4 separate regions of the Mus musculus genome follow, and all the other regions are linked to region 1. The links are chromatin contacts, called in public HiChIP or PLAC-seq maps. All regions are on one chromosome and are shown on one strand. The core of a region is the stretch at or near the end of the contact, and the rest is flanking DNA. Distances in the headings are between cores, read along the strand shown.

The links. HiChIP or PLAC-seq counts read pairs in DNA pulled down with a chosen protein or histone mark.
Region 2: a contact with region 1 is called in an H3K27ac HiChIP or PLAC-seq map of extraembryonic endoderm stem cells. The contact joins the enhancer-like site here to the promoter of Tigar in region 1. A contact is called at or near these places in 20 of 39 promoter capture datasets (the 3T3-L1 cell line, 3T3-L1-derived adipocytes, the C10 cell line and 13 more), 3 of 15 datasets of contacts at CTCF or cohesin (CD8 T cells, the NIH/3T3 cell line and stem cell-derived epiblast-like cells), 7 of 484 Hi-C or Micro-C datasets (B cells, CD4 T cells, CD8 T cells and 4 more), 21 of 115 datasets of contacts at active chromatin or transcription factors (the 230-238 cell line, T-cell acute lymphoblastic leukemia, astrocytes and 17 more) and 3 of 9 other capture datasets (adipose tissue, liver and pancreatic islet).
Region 3: a contact with region 1 is called in an H3K27ac HiChIP or PLAC-seq map of embryonic stem cells, with 6 times the contacts expected there. The contact joins the enhancer-like site here to the promoter of Tigar in region 1. A contact is called at or near these places in 8 of 39 promoter capture datasets (the 3T3-L1 cell line, the C10 cell line, the HPC-7 cell line and 4 more), 1 of 15 datasets of contacts at CTCF or cohesin (embryonic stem cells), 14 of 484 Hi-C or Micro-C datasets (B cells, CD4 T cells, CD8 T cells and 4 more), 11 of 115 datasets of contacts at active chromatin or transcription factors (embryonic stem cells and stem cell-derived neural progenitor cells) and 1 of 9 other capture datasets (embryonic stem cells).
Region 4: a contact with region 1 is called in an H3K4me3 HiChIP or PLAC-seq map of the 230-238 cell line, with 14 read pairs. The contact joins the enhancer-like site here to the promoter of Tigar in region 1. A contact is called at or near these places in 10 of 39 promoter capture datasets (the 3T3-L1 cell line, the C10 cell line, the HPC-7 cell line and 5 more), 6 of 115 datasets of contacts at active chromatin or transcription factors (the 230-238 cell line, bone marrow-derived macrophages, embryonic forebrain and 3 more) and 2 of 9 other capture datasets (liver and macrophages).

What each region holds. Positions count from the first base shown.
Region 1 is chr6:127,107,790-127,111,303 of GRCm38.p6, forward strand. Tigar (Trp53 induced glycolysis regulatory phosphatase) reads right to left here and starts at 1,763. Exons shown (of 6, transcript NM_177003.5): 1 at 1,647-1,763. The coding sequence starts at 1,678.
Region 2 is chr6:127,428,577-127,432,090 of GRCm38.p6, forward strand. No RefSeq gene overlaps it. Among named protein-coding and RNA genes, the nearest start is that of Gm34148, 18 kb to the right of the region's middle. Within about 2 kb of position 1,650, at least 10 of the 459 cell types and tissues checked have an H3K27ac peak or open chromatin away from gene starts, as enhancers often do. A contact at or near this core is called in 3T3-L1-derived adipocytes, adipose tissue and extraembryonic endoderm stem cells, where this site is marked.
Region 3 is chr6:126,809,731-126,813,244 of GRCm38.p6, forward strand. It overlaps the pseudogene Gm29788. Among named protein-coding and RNA genes, the nearest start is that of 1700018A23Rik, 11 kb to the right of the region's middle. Within about 2 kb of position 1,956, at least 25 of the 459 cell types and tissues checked have an H3K27ac peak or open chromatin away from gene starts, as enhancers often do. A contact at or near this core is called in CD8 T cells, where this site is marked.
Region 4 is chr6:127,396,645-127,400,158 of GRCm38.p6, forward strand. No RefSeq gene overlaps it. Among named protein-coding and RNA genes, the nearest start is that of Gm34148, 50 kb to the right of the region's middle. Within about 2 kb of position 1,732, at least 12 of the 459 cell types and tissues checked have an H3K27ac peak or open chromatin away from gene starts, as enhancers often do. A contact at or near this core is called in the 230-238 cell line, where this site is marked.

The DNA of each region.
Region 1 (3,514 bases), core at 513-3,012:
AGTATGCTGCCACAACTGTTGAAGAAACCTATTCTTACTACCCACTAAAATTAGACCAGGTGATATTTCCAAGTGACCTTCGAACACTAGGCTTTAAGATAACCAAGAAGCAGAGAATAGTGGGTTAATTTGCTCTGGTTCAAATACTTGCCCCACAACTTTAAGTTCCCTGGAGTCTGACTCCCCTTACTCTCCAGTGAATCACAGATACTCCATATTCACACAGATATTGCCCGTTAAGAATCTAAGTAGGGGGCGGGCGGTGGTGGCGCACGCCTTTAATCCTAGCACTTGGGAGGCAGAGACAGGCGGATTTCTGAGTTCAAGGCCAGCCTGGACTATAAAGTGAGTTCCAGGACAGCCAAGACTACAGAGAAACCCTGTCTCGAAAAACCAAAAAAAAAAAAAAAAAAAAAATCTAAGTAGGGATCGTTTCCCAGCAGGGTCTACATTGAAAAGAGGACAAGGGGGTTCATGTTCCTTTAGTGCTCCCAATAAAGCGGTATCATCTCCCGGAACATTCTAGAAAGCACAGGGACACAGAAAGACACAGGGAACCAGAGTTCTAATTTAGCCACTAAAATCCCTGAATCCTAAAGGTCCACTTCACATGATGCTGGAGACCATCTTCCTATAAAGAGGAAGCTGGACAGAAAAAGCATGCGTTGAAGAAGGTCGCCACAAGGTTCAAACGCTGTCAGCGTTCCTGTGAGCCCTATGAAGCCGGAAACGGTAATCAGTCCCGCTCCGAGAAGCTGTTCTGATAAGCCCTGACTACACAGGTGAGACTCAGCTGCTTTTTATCTGAGCTTTGCTTACAGAAGAACACGTTATTTAATTCTCGGGCATATTTCTTCCTCTCTGCTCCATGTGCTCCATCCTCTCCATTTGGTTAGATCCAGAGAGATTAGAAAGACTGCTGCCACCAATCTGCTTATCGGAACGCAGGTCAGAAAGATTAAGTCTGTCCTACGAGGCAGCTACTGAATCCCAACGAGGAGCCTGAATCCCAACCAAGCAACGCCTTGAAACTTCCCTCCTCTTACCCACCCTGAATCTGCCTACCATCATCACCAGGCAAACATGTACTGGGAAGGAAAACGATAGGTGACCTAAAGCCAGATTCTGCTCCATGAAATCTGTCATGATAAAAATGTTTGTTCAGGGTGATGCAGTCGACTGAGACGGAGATCTCGAACTCTCTAATTTTTTCCCTCAGAACTGTAGCCTCTGAAGGGAGGTAAATTGCAAAAGTACCCCCGATGCAAGGAGAAAGGGGGAGGGGAGGGTGAGAAAATAAGGCAACCAGCATAGGATAGATGAGGTGTGGCTCAGCAATTCTAAAAACTCTGGAATTTACTAGGGGGCAGAAAAGGTCACACTGAAAAGTCGAGAGGCCGGGTCATGTCTTCTCGCAATGGCTGGGAACCGTGATCGTGTGCTTCTCCACACTTCTTTCCTCGTGGAAAACGCAAGGCTCTTGACATTTAAGACCCGGCTTCCTCACGCAGGGTGTCGCGGATAAAAGATTGGACACGAGAGGATGCAAAGAAAAAGCACATGGAAAGCCCACCCTCCCCGGATTGGAGCACGTAGGGACCAGAAGAGACCCAGGCCAGGAAGCTCCCGGCAACTGCGATACTCACTGGCGGATAACGGTCAAGGCGAAGCGCGGCATTTTGGCACAAGACGCGTGAGCCACGACCCGGCTCTGCAGCAGCACCTCGCTGCGCCTGACTCTGGGACCACTTTGCCTGCACTACTTCCGTCTGCACGGCGGACCGGCCCCGTAGCTATTGGTCGAGGCGGCTGAACGTCACCACAGGGTTGCCAATAAAGGTGGAGCCTGAAACCGGAGAAGCCCCGCCCAGGCCAGTGGCGCTTGCGCTCCTGCGCGCCAACCTGTGATTGGCGCCTGGCAGGTGCGCGCGGCCCCGCCCTGGGTTAACGCCCTGGAGTCTTGCCAGAGCTAGACCGCCGCCTGCACCAGGGACAGATAAGGACTGCTTTGATTGTTTTATGCTGAACTGATTTGAGGAAGGCGTGCAAGGTGTAGTGTGCCTGTAGTGTGCCAAGGCGATGGCTCTCCTCTGGTGGTTACACAGCCAGACTGCATCCTTTGAGGGTTAGCTGTTATCCTTTACCTGGGAAGTGAGGTCAAAGTAGGTATGTAGATCCAAACCAACCTAGTTTCTCTCTCAACTTCTTAACCAAAGACTTTTGTCAGGCCACTTTCTTGCCTTCTGCTTTGCTGAGCCTGGTCCTCCCAAACATTATTACCAAGTATTTTCGCTAATGCTGCTATCATTTATAATTAAGTTACTCTAGAGCTCTCCACTGATACCTGTTGTATTAAGAGTTTAATTCAACCATTTCTTAAAATAATTCCTATTGTAATGAACGTTATCTCTGTTGCACTGATCTAGAGGAAAGTCGTTTCCTTAAAAACAAATGCAGGGACAAAGGTTCTGTATAAAACCCCTCGAGAGGGGTTGGGGAGTTGGCTTAACCCTTTAAGAGCCCAGATTATTTGCTCCTCTGGAGAACCAGGTTCAAAGCCCAGTGCACCCACAGAGGCAATCAAACATCTGTAACTGCAGTTCCAGGAAGACCATTTACTTTCTGCTGACCTCTGGGCTCACGTTATGCACAGACATTCAGGCAGAGCACCTAGACACATAAAATAAAAAGAAATATCAACAAATAAATAGATGTCTTCAAGACTGAGACTGAGCCTCTAGTCCTCAGCCATATAATAGGAACATAGGGACAAAAGGGCTATAGGGGCTGGAGGTCAACAGCCTGTGCCCAGCCAGCCAGGCCTGGCCATCTAGCCTTCCTAAGACAACTGAGAGCCAAATAAATAGTGAGGGAAAAAAAGGAGGAAAAAGAGGTTTATTCAGTGTATCCACTGTTCCTCACCTCAGTCCATTGGTGGGATCCTAAATTTTCTCTGAAATTTTAAATGGAAGCTAAGAGATAGACATGCCTAAGCAGCCCAGCCACCAAGGTGTAGTCGCCCACAGAGGAATGTCTCATCTCTGCCTATCTCTAGCAAGTGATGTTCCTTCCAGAGACTGTTCCCTCCTCTGACTGCCTTCAGGACTTTTTCTCACTCCAGCAAGAGATTCCCGGAGAGATGGAGAGACTCCCAGTCTCTTGGGATCCATTGTTTCAACAGACTCATAGCCAAAGAGAGGGCACAAGAGTCCCTTTTGGCTATATTTATTTTTACCAAGTATGGTGGCACATACCCTTAGCCCCAGCACTCAGGAGTCAGAGGCAAGAAAATCTTCTGAGTTTTAGGTCAGCCTGGTCTACACAGGGAGTTCCAGGCATCAGGGGTTACATTGTTAGCCCCTGTCTGATGATGATGATGATGTGATGATGATAAAACAATATACTGGCTAGTTCTATGTCAATTTGACACAAGCTAATGTTATCTAAAAGAAGTTGTCTTAGTTAGGGTCTTATTGATGTGAAGAGACACTGTGATGGCTATTCTCAGTTGCTA
Region 2 (3,514 bases), core at 400-2,899, 320 kb after region 1:
TTGATAATTTATATCACACACATTTTGAGCATTGTACACTTACTTAGATATCTACAAACAAAATGGGGAGTTTTAAAAGCAAGTGAAACAAAACATGAAAGAAAACTATGCCTTCAAAAACAGAAATGAATCACAGTTAATATATATAAAACTTAATTGCATGAAAGACAAAGTTCTGCATTCGCCATCAATTGAAAAAGCAAGGTAATCTGAGTGTGGTGGCTCTCACCTGTGCTCAGGAGGCAGAGGCAGGATCACAGGCCTTAGGCCCATCCCCCACCCCTGAGTTTTTACAGCCCCACAGCAGGTTTCAGGGAATGCTTCTTCTTGACATGTGAAGGAAAGCACGGGGAATGGCTTGACTGTGGCACCATCTTTACACCCAGAACTGCTTACCACTGAGCATCTTCAGGGTGAAAAGTAAGCTTCTGCCTCACGTCTATTGCTTTTTAGCCTCCTGTCATACTCGCAACCATGCCTCGACCCACTAGTACACAGAAAGCACATTAGTTTAATGAAGAATATTTGTAAAAAATACATTGCAACCTTGCTTGTAATGCCCAACTCCCATGTGGTGTCCCTGTTGAACTCTCACTGTGGATGGTCTAGAATGAACACCTCTACCTAAGCCAAGCAAGTAGAGCTAGTCCTTTGGATGCTGTACTTGAAGTCTTAGCTAATACAATAAGACATGGGAATGAGTAATAGGTATGAGAATTTTAAAGTGAGAGGAGAACTGCCCTATTTACAGGTGACATGACATCTTATACTGGACCTCATAAATTATTAGCATCAAGTGTTCTCTAAACTTAATCTTAGACCAACAAAGAAATCAATACTTATACCTGTCTCCAGAAAAGTATAGAGTAAAAATGTCTTGATTACAAAAATGGACAAAATGTCTCTATAAGTAAGTGGTGGACAGGTTATTGAAGGAAATGAAAAATACCCGACATGTTAATTAGGATGTTCTTACATGTATGCTAACATATTCAACAGGAAATGTCTTAAAGAGTATTTTTTAGGTCTAGGTATAGAGCATTTTCCTGGCATTCATGAGATTCTGAGTTCCATCTCAATCGATGTAAGATCAGTCAATCATCAATCAATCAATCACTAATGTACTCAGTCTGATGGCCCAGTAGGTAAACATGGTAGCCACCAAGACTGATGACCTAGATTCAAATTCTGGGACTGACATGGTGAAAGGAGAGAGCTAACTGCTGTCCCCTAATCTTGAAATACATGCACATGCATACATACAAAAACATAAGTAAGTGGAACAACTGGCTTACATAGTAGGACGTCTAATCTAACTTATTTGGGTCTGGGATCAGTTACTTTAGCAACTCAGATATGCCATCAAACTGTCAGGCTGTTTCCAACGTTATTCTCTGTCACTCCAACATGGCTTTATCCCCAAGTCTGTGCTCTGGGCAGGGTGGACTTCATGTAGAGTCCTCATCACCTGGATGCTATTGTCATGCAGCCACTCAAATTTAAGCCTTTCCTATGAAACTCTCCTCGTGTCTCACTGCCCCGGTTTGAGTCTGTCATCAAGAGGCATTGAGGAGTGCCTCAGACCTGCACATTATCTATTCAGAGAGAAGAGTTTTCTGCCAGTAACAAAAGGGCAGAGTGGAGTGGTTGCTATGGGGTAGACAATCCCCAGACCCTGCAAATAAGAGATGAAGGACTCATTGTCACTGTCAACTCTCTGTAATCTATGACTCAAGTCTAATTGCAGCCAGTAGGTGGAATGTGATTTCCTCAAAGATGTTTATAGTAAAAATAACATATGAGAACAAAGGGCCAAGAATAGCTAAGACAGTTCTATAGGGGGGAAATGAGGGGCACTTGATCTATAGGAGATCAAACATCTTGAAGAGCCCTGCTGGTTCACGGTAGGGCTTTTGAGCAGAACACAACAGGCACAGAGCCATGAATATTTGAAAGTTGGCTTGTGACAGAGGTGGCATTATCTTATTCCTTAGGTCAACGTTTTGGTGATGGTTAATCCTGCTTGTCAGTTTGACACACCTGGGAAGGGGAAACCTCAGCTGAAGAATTCCCTCTACCATGTTGCCCTGCAGGCATAACTGTGGGGAATTTTCTGTGGGGAATTTTCTTGATTGCTATTTGATGTAGGAGCATTTAGCCCAACACGGGTGGTGCCATCCTTAGGCATTTTGGCCTGGGGTATAGAAAGTCTCGGAATGTAAATCTAGGAGCAACCAGGAAGCAGTGTTTCTCCATATTTACTGTTTCCAGCTCCTGCCGTAAGCCTTGGCTTCCCTTCAGAATAGGCTGAAATCTCTAAGAGGAGACAAGCCCTTCTCCTCCCCACATTGTTTTGGTTTGTGTTTTATCATTGCAACAGAAAGCTAACTGGGAGGGTTTCGCAAAGAAACACAATAGCCAAACCTTTGACTCCACTGATCAGAATGAAAATCTCGTGCACTCTTCCCAAACTTCAAAATCCTGTCTTCTCCCACGGGCCGTGAGTTCTAGGATTGCCTCAGGCCCCTGCCAGAAAGGAAATGCATTTTGGAAGCAGCTACTTCAAGCTTTCCTTTCGATGAATAATACATTGCTTCTGCTGCTTCAACCCATATTTCATTTCTTCCCAGGATTTGGAAATGGACACCAATCTCTTGTTCCCAGTTCCCATTCAACTGGGTTAAGAGTCACTGTGGGAAGGATGGAGAAGTTACAAAGAATTCAAACCAGAATGCTGGCAGGACCAGATCTGTCTTTTATACTGATTGTTGGGCCACAAGAGGATAGGATACAAAAGCAAAATAACAGATAATCCTACCCTCAAGGGCTTAAAAACCTATCTGAACGGATTCTGAATACATCCAGTAAGAAGAACAAGAAGCAGTGCTTGCTGGCTCACAAAAGAAAAGCCTGGGAACTCGGAGAGGGAGAAGGGCTTGCTTCACGGAAGCTGCTAGGGAGGAGCTGAGGGCAGGGCTTGGCCAATTTACTAGCACTTTAGAGCTCAATATTTGGTGTGTGTGTGTGTGTGTGTGTGTGTGTGTGTGTGTGTGTGTGTGTACACATGCCACAGCATGTGTGGAGATCAAAGAACAAGTTCTAGAAATCTGATTCTTCCTCCCATCGTGTCGAGGCAGGATCTCTCTTGTTCCCTCAGAGTGACGTACTCCAGGCTGGCTGGCTTCTGAGGTTCCAGGTGACTCTGTCTCCCGCCTCCCTAGAGCATCCCTAGGATTATAGACGCACACCATTGGACCCAGTATTTTATGTGGGTTTCCGGGATCAAACTCAGCTAGTCAGGATTGCACAGCAAGAGACTCTACCTGCTGAACCTTCATGCCATCCTCGAACTGGAAATCTTACCTGTAAGAGTGGGATAATGTCCATTCCTAGCTCTCAAAGCTGTTCTAAGAATTAAGTGATGAGTCTTGGATCTCTGAAGTAGAATGATTACTTATACCACCAGTAAAATGAATGGTGTTGGCTTCTTTGCCACTTGTCAGTCATACGTTCT
Region 3 (3,514 bases), core at 706-3,205, 300 kb before region 1:
GGCATGCTTTTGTACATTCACAAGGCCCTGGGTTCAACGCCCAAACCAGACCTGGCTTCTGCCAGGCAGGGTGGTCCGCCCCAGTAATCACCAACTCTTGGAGGCAGAGATCTATGTAGCTCAGAACATAACGCCTTGATTTCCTGGTTCTCCTTCAAAAACAAAAGGCAAGCAACAAGAATCTGCTCAACCCTGTGGGACAGAATATAACTAATTATGTAGCCCCATTTAGGAAACAGGCGGGCAGGCCCTCAAAAGGCTAAAAACAGAGTTACCATACAACACAGCAACTCTGCTACAACGTCTACAAAATGAAGACCTCCATTTGTTCTCATATGGCCTTGCACAGGAAACAACCCTCCTTGAGACCACACCCATGCTTTGGGGTGTGTCTCGGTTGCCTCTTTCCCCCTTAACCTTCATGTTTGTGTATTAGTACGTGTATATCAAACCCTAACTCCAATTCATTAAAAGGCAAAACATAAGGCCAGGCGTGGTGGTGCACACCTTTAATCCCTGCACTTGGGAGATAGAGGCAGGCGGATTTCTGAGTTCAAGGCCAGCCTGGTCTACAGCATGAGTTCCAGGAGAGCCAGGGCTACACAGAGAAACCCTGTCTCGAAAAAAACAAATAATAATAATAATAACAATAACAAATAAAATAAAAGGCAAAACATGACAGCGTTATTCACAGTAGCCCAGACCTGAAAACAAGGAACCAGCCATCAGCTAATGACTAAAGGGTAACCGCCACATATCAATATAAAAGGGTACTCCCTGGCATCACGGGTGTCAAGGATGCTGCGGTTACAGGGCAACTAGTTACTGAAGAACACGTTGCGAACCAACTCGAGGAATAAGTCCTGGGCCTCTCTCTGCTGAGCCTCTGAGAGCCCCTTGTCCCATTGCTGGAAGTGTGTGTTCTTCCCCCAGCCTTGAGCAGGCTGCCTCAAACCTAGCTTGCCACAGCCAGCTAGCCCATCTAGGGTGGAGTCTTCCAACCTAGGTAAAGTCTATTGTCCTGCCACATCTGTGGTTTCCTCCAAGATGCCACTACTGCTGAGAGACTGAACCTGTCTTCCTGATGTGATCCTGACAAAGCAATGAGATGCTGGCCTGGTGGGGGATGGGTGGTCCCCACCCCTTTATAAGCTCACACTCATAAGTCAACATTGGCCTTGATCAGAGAACTTTGTCTTGGCTCCTTATTTCTCTCGAAGCCTTTCCCATCCAAACCCCCATCTTTGCTTTCAGGAACTCAGTACCCCGTGGTCGCTGGCAGCTACACGAGTGCACTGCGAATCCCACAAATCTCTTGAAACCTCAAAGATCAACCCCTGAGACACAGCTCCTCCAACAGCAGCGCTACAGCCTCCAATCCCTCCCAAATAGTTCCACCAACTGGTAACAAGATACTCAAAACCCTATTTGAGCCATTAGTATTCAAAGTGCTATAATCACTACCACCAACATCCCTAGATGTCACAACCATAAGCGTATTAATGAAATAATTTGTAGTGATTGATAGGTTAATTATGGTAACTCTGGTCTATAGATTAGACCACCACAGGCATCCAGAGAGTGCTGGAAAGGGTATGGGTTGTTTAAGAAATTAAGTTCATTACTCACTAGTTAGGGAAACTAAAGCAATTTAGTTTACCTCTCTGAACTATTTTTCTTATCTATAAAATGAGAGTTTATAACACCGACTAGGATTTGGGATATAGCTCAGTGGTTTGTGTTTGCCTAGCATGGGCAAGGGCCTAGGTTGGAGCCCTAGTGCTACAATAAACAGGCAAACAAGCTAGGCACAGTGAGGTTTTCCCTGAATCCTGGCACTCGAGAGGCTGAGGCAGGATGACTGCCACAAGTTCGGGGTTATCTGGGACTATACAGTGAAACCTTGTTTTCAAAAAGTGAAACAAATCAACCATTTCCTCTGCAGTGTGGTTATGAGGTGCGAGCCAACCTTGTCAAAGGCTCGGCACATTCAGGAAACATAAGATATTGTCATCACTGTGGTTTTATGTTTTTTAAAAAAGAAAGACATTCTGAAAGACAAAGTGTTATACAAAAAAGTTGCTTATAAAATTCTGGCTAGGGCTGGGTACCTCAGTGATGGCTGCTTGCTTGTCCTGCACCAGGCCTTGGGCTCTATCCCCACCCCTAAAACAACTGAAAATTAAAAATAGACCAATAATAATGGGAGGTGGAGGAGTTTAAACATGACTTAGGTTCCTGTGCTCTCTAAATAGGAGACCTAACTGACCTAACCACCATCATGGGCCACTTACAGCCCAAATAACATGGGCATTTCAAAATACTGTATTAAGGGATCTGTTACAGGAATCCATGCTGTGCAAGATCTCCGTAAGCGTTTCTAAAAGCCCCTAGAGGCATCTCAGAGTTAGCCCACGTCCCCATTTGAAAAGTCTGTCTACTAAGCACTCTGTCCTCGTAGCGCGGCCTCTTGGGCCTGATGCGTCTGGAACATCCTCAGTGGATTCTTTGGGAGTTTGCCTTTAGACACAGGGTAGCAGGTAGCCTGGGCTGGCCTTGACCTTGATATGTAGTAGAAGCTGATCTTGAGCTACATCTGCATCTACTTTCCTAGAGCTGGGATTATAGGTGTGAGCCACCACTCCCAGTTCTGAAGGTTTGTATTTTATATTCTGTTTGGGGTTTTCCTTTCGTTTAGACTCACAGCTGGCTTGGAACTCACTTTGTAGCCCAGGCTGGCCTCAACCTTCTGACAATCCCCTTGCCTCAGCCTCCCAAGTCCTGAGATTGTTTAAGCATGCTTCTTTGTGCTGTGGTTTCTGGTTTAGGGCAGATAGCCCGCAGACAGTTTTCCTGTATCCCAGAAATAACTTTACTGTTTGTCTGGATTGGTTGCAGGTAGGTATCATAGTGTTGAATTCTGTGTATGGCACAGACATGAGTGTTTGGATGGCTTCAGCCAGGAGAGGAGACACCAGACAGTACAACCCAAGAAGAAATCCTAAGGTATGTATGATTGCCAGTAAGAGGATTCCTCAGCTTAAGGATGCTCCCTCCCACGAAAGTCAAGGGGCTCAGCCATATCCCTCCACCACAGCAACAAAAGAGAAAGGATCTTTGTACAGAACTGGATTGTATCCTAACCGCATGTATTTGTAGACGCTGCAAATTAGGAAATGCAACGGAGCACTCAATATGGTTGATGGGCATTTAATCTCGGAAAGAGGTAAAGTCAGAGAACTCTGCAAGTAATGTTCCAGCACTGAGTGACCATAAGGGAAGAAGCTGGCACAGAGGAAAGGAAAGCATTCTCCTGGACATCAGACCAGTATAGACTGCAGAATAAGGCAACAGAGGAGAAGAAAACTAAACGGTGGGTTTTCATCCATTTGTCTTTTCTTCTCGTTGATTTTGCTGGTTGGGAGTTTCATGGGGAAGCTCCCACCATCTGGGCTGATGCAGCACAGGCAGCTGGGTATGATCATGTGATTCACTTGTGTAAGCCTTCTAACAC
Region 4 (3,514 bases), core at 482-2,981, 290 kb after region 1:
TCACATCATTGGATTTGATTGGCTAATGCCAGTTAGGATTTTGTATCTGATTCAATGGAAGACTGTATATGCTTTTTATTAAGTATTGTCTTTACTAAATTTTTAAGATGACATTTATATCTTTTCATCCCTTTGTAGTAGCAAATTCATGCTCCTAAACGATTGTCTGTACCCTTGAGTTAGGTAGAGTTCACTCAGATACACGTAGGCCTAACAATGTTGGTTAAGAAACTAAACATGTTAGTTTGGGTATGCCAGACAGAAGGGTAATATATGCATTATATAACATGGGCTATCTCGTGTGCTTCCCACCATTCATGCTCAGAGTCCATGTACCCCTGTTCCCTGAGATGTCCCCACCCACTTCCTCTTAGTACCTCCAACTTTCCTTCAAGTCATGATTTAGCTACGAAGTGGCCCATTAAATGACTCATTGTTCTGAGCTTGACCCCCAGCTTGTGGGTACTTTTGCCTGAAGGCAGAGAATCGCTGATGGTGAGCTGTGTCTCCATCTTTCTCTTTGTTTCCTGCCACCCATGAGGTGAGCAGCCTCTGCCACATGCTTCTGCCTAAGCAAAAGCCCAGAACCAATGGAGTGGAGGACTTTGACAACTACTGTCCACCTCTCTGTCCTGAGACCTTAACCTCAAGCCAGCTGCTGCCAGCTTCTCCCTGAAGAAGCAGCTCACCTAGCGCTGAGGACCGAGGACTCAGTCTGTCTGCTTTATCCCCTTTATCCCAGTCTTGGTCTCTCCCAGCCCTCCTCTCAGGCATCCAACTGCATTGAACTATTTCACTTCTGGAGAAAACAGACTGTGAGTTGAAATAAAGACTTCTACAGAACTACAAAAGCCCCTCTGTCTATCCAGAAACCCTGTATGACATTGGTTATTTATTAGTCATTTAAAAATGTTTGCTCACTCTTCATAAAAAAAACAAAAATCCTGGCCACACCATTGATATTCTGTCCAAGGTCATGGAAGAATTATTTTGTATCGCCGATCACAAATCAATTATGTGTGACCGGGAACAACAAGACTTTCATTGTAAAATATGGAAAACCCAACCACAGCTTTTGAAGTAGAAAACAAGCAAGCAGGCCAAAATGACAGTCAGGATGGATTGTTGAGTGTGTTGGATCATGCCTATAACCCCAGCATTCAGGAGGCTGAGGCAGGGGGATTGGGTTGAGGCCAGCCTGGCCCACAGAATAAGACACTTTAGGAAAAGAGAAGGAAGAGAAGGAGGAGAAGGAAGAAGAGGAGGAGGAGGAAGGAATAAAGGATACAGAGGAGGAGGAACCTAATGTATAAATTCACTCAGAATGGGGGTTTCACTGGCCTGATGATCTAGGAGTGGGGCTTTGAGGCACTGTGGTGGATCAATGGCTTCAGTGATTACTGTCAAGGCTGTAAAGAACCACAACAATATTTGAGACTGTCAGCTTACAGGGAATCCAAAGACAAGCTCCAGAAGAAATGAACAGCCTGTGGTGGTTTGAACAGAAATGGCCCATTTTAAGTCCATAGGGAGTGCACTGTTAGGAGGTGTGTCCTTGTTGGAGTAGGTGTGGTCCTGTTGGAGGAGGTGTGGCCTTGTTGGAGGAGGTGTGGTCCTGTTGGAGGAGGTGTGTCCTTGTTGGAGGAGGTGTGGTCCTGTTGGAGGAGGTGTGACCTTGTTGGAGGAGGTGTGGTCCTGTTGGAGGAAGTGTGTCGCTTTGGGTTGGGCTTTGCTCAGAAACTCAAACCAGGTCTGGTGGCTGTCTTTACTTCTGATGTAGAACTCTCAGCTCCTTCTCTAGCACCGTGACTGCCTGCATGCCACCATGTCTTCCTCCAGGACACTAATGGAGCAAACCTCTGAAACTGTAAGCAGCCCCAATGAAACGTTTACCTTTATAAGAGTTGGAGGGAACATTTGAGAGGCATTTGAGGGTAGGAGCAAGCCAGTGACCATGAGCCCACTGCTGACTTTTCTCTGCTCTTGTTCAGGGACTGTGTAGACGCATCTGTGAAACAGACATTTCTGACCAGAACCTACAGCTGGAGTCTAGTGCAGACTTAACTGGAAAGTAACCACATGATCAACATCTAAACGGTCATATACATCTTTCCTAGAAGCAAGGATACAGAGAAATGATGTTCCCTTGGGACAACTGTTCTAAATTTTTCTGCAGCAGGACTTCCTGCGAGGGTGAATTGAACACATGCCCAGGTGTAGGGGTGTCAGTGTCAACTGCTGAGAAGGATCTATCTACCCTTGTCCTGACTGCCTGTCTGACAGCCTTTAAACTTCCCTCTGCATGGGTTCTCTCAAAGGCTCAGAGAAGACGGGGTGCTGTGCAAGTAGGTTTTGTGGATAAAGAATCTAGACAGTTCCAAGACAAGGTAACATATGGACAGTGACTGTCAGAGGAAACGTGGCCACAGGGTATCCAAGACAGCATGCTCCAAGAGGAAGGGCAGTGAGCTAGAGTACCACGTGTGGCTTGTTGGTGGAGCCTAATTGATGAACTAACATGGTGGCCTCTTTTCAGCGCAGCCCCCAGTGTCATGTCTTCTGTTGTCTTTGAGCATGAAAGGCAGATAGCTACAAACATGCCAACAAAACAAAACCAACCAACCAACCAACCAACCAACCAACCAACCAACCAACCAACCAACCGAACAAACAAACAAGCAAAACAACCAACCAAACCCTCCATGGTTGTTTAAGAACACCACTCAGAGACTATTAAGTTTTTATGTTAGGCTGTCACAAGCTAATCTACAAAATCAGCAGAGGCGAAAGAGTACAAATGCTCAATTTCCTGGGTGCTGCGGACTGTTCCAAGTCCTTTCTGCTGGTGTCCCGAGCGTATACTGCGCTTCATCGTGTATTGATTCATTCATTTTCACCGCAGTTGTGAGTTTTAATATGCCCATTTGAAAGTTGAGAACTCACAGAGATGTTTGTACACGTGTACGTTAAGGGAGGGTCGGGGCCTGCAACCAGTAGGGTGTTGGGAATCAGATCATGAGATCCAGGTTGAAGGGCTGTGTATGTAGAGCAGGGAGCTCCATCCTGGACCTCTGGCTGATGTTTTCCGAGCTTTGCTTCATGGGAGCCAAAGTTCTTTGAGGAGCTACCGGCTAGCATGACAGAGTCAATGGATCAATCCTTTCTAGCTGTTTTATTTGACACATTGCTATGTAATAGTTTATTTGGGAAAACAAAACGTGCTGCTCTTACAAAGAGTGTCCCCATGCTGGAGAGACAGCTGGGCAGTTAAGAGTACCAGTTGCTTTTCCGGAGGACCTGAGTTCAGCTCCTGGCACCTACACCAGGCATCTCACCGCAGCCTGTAGTTTCAGCCAGGGGCTCTGATAGACTCTCCTGGCCCTCTAGGAGACCTGGATACATTTCTGGCAAATGTCTGGGAAAGCCTCTTGCATGCTCACTACTGTGTTATCCTGTTAGGATATTTTATTTCTTGAAAATGAAGACAATTGCCAATCTTCAAGCTTAGCGTCTC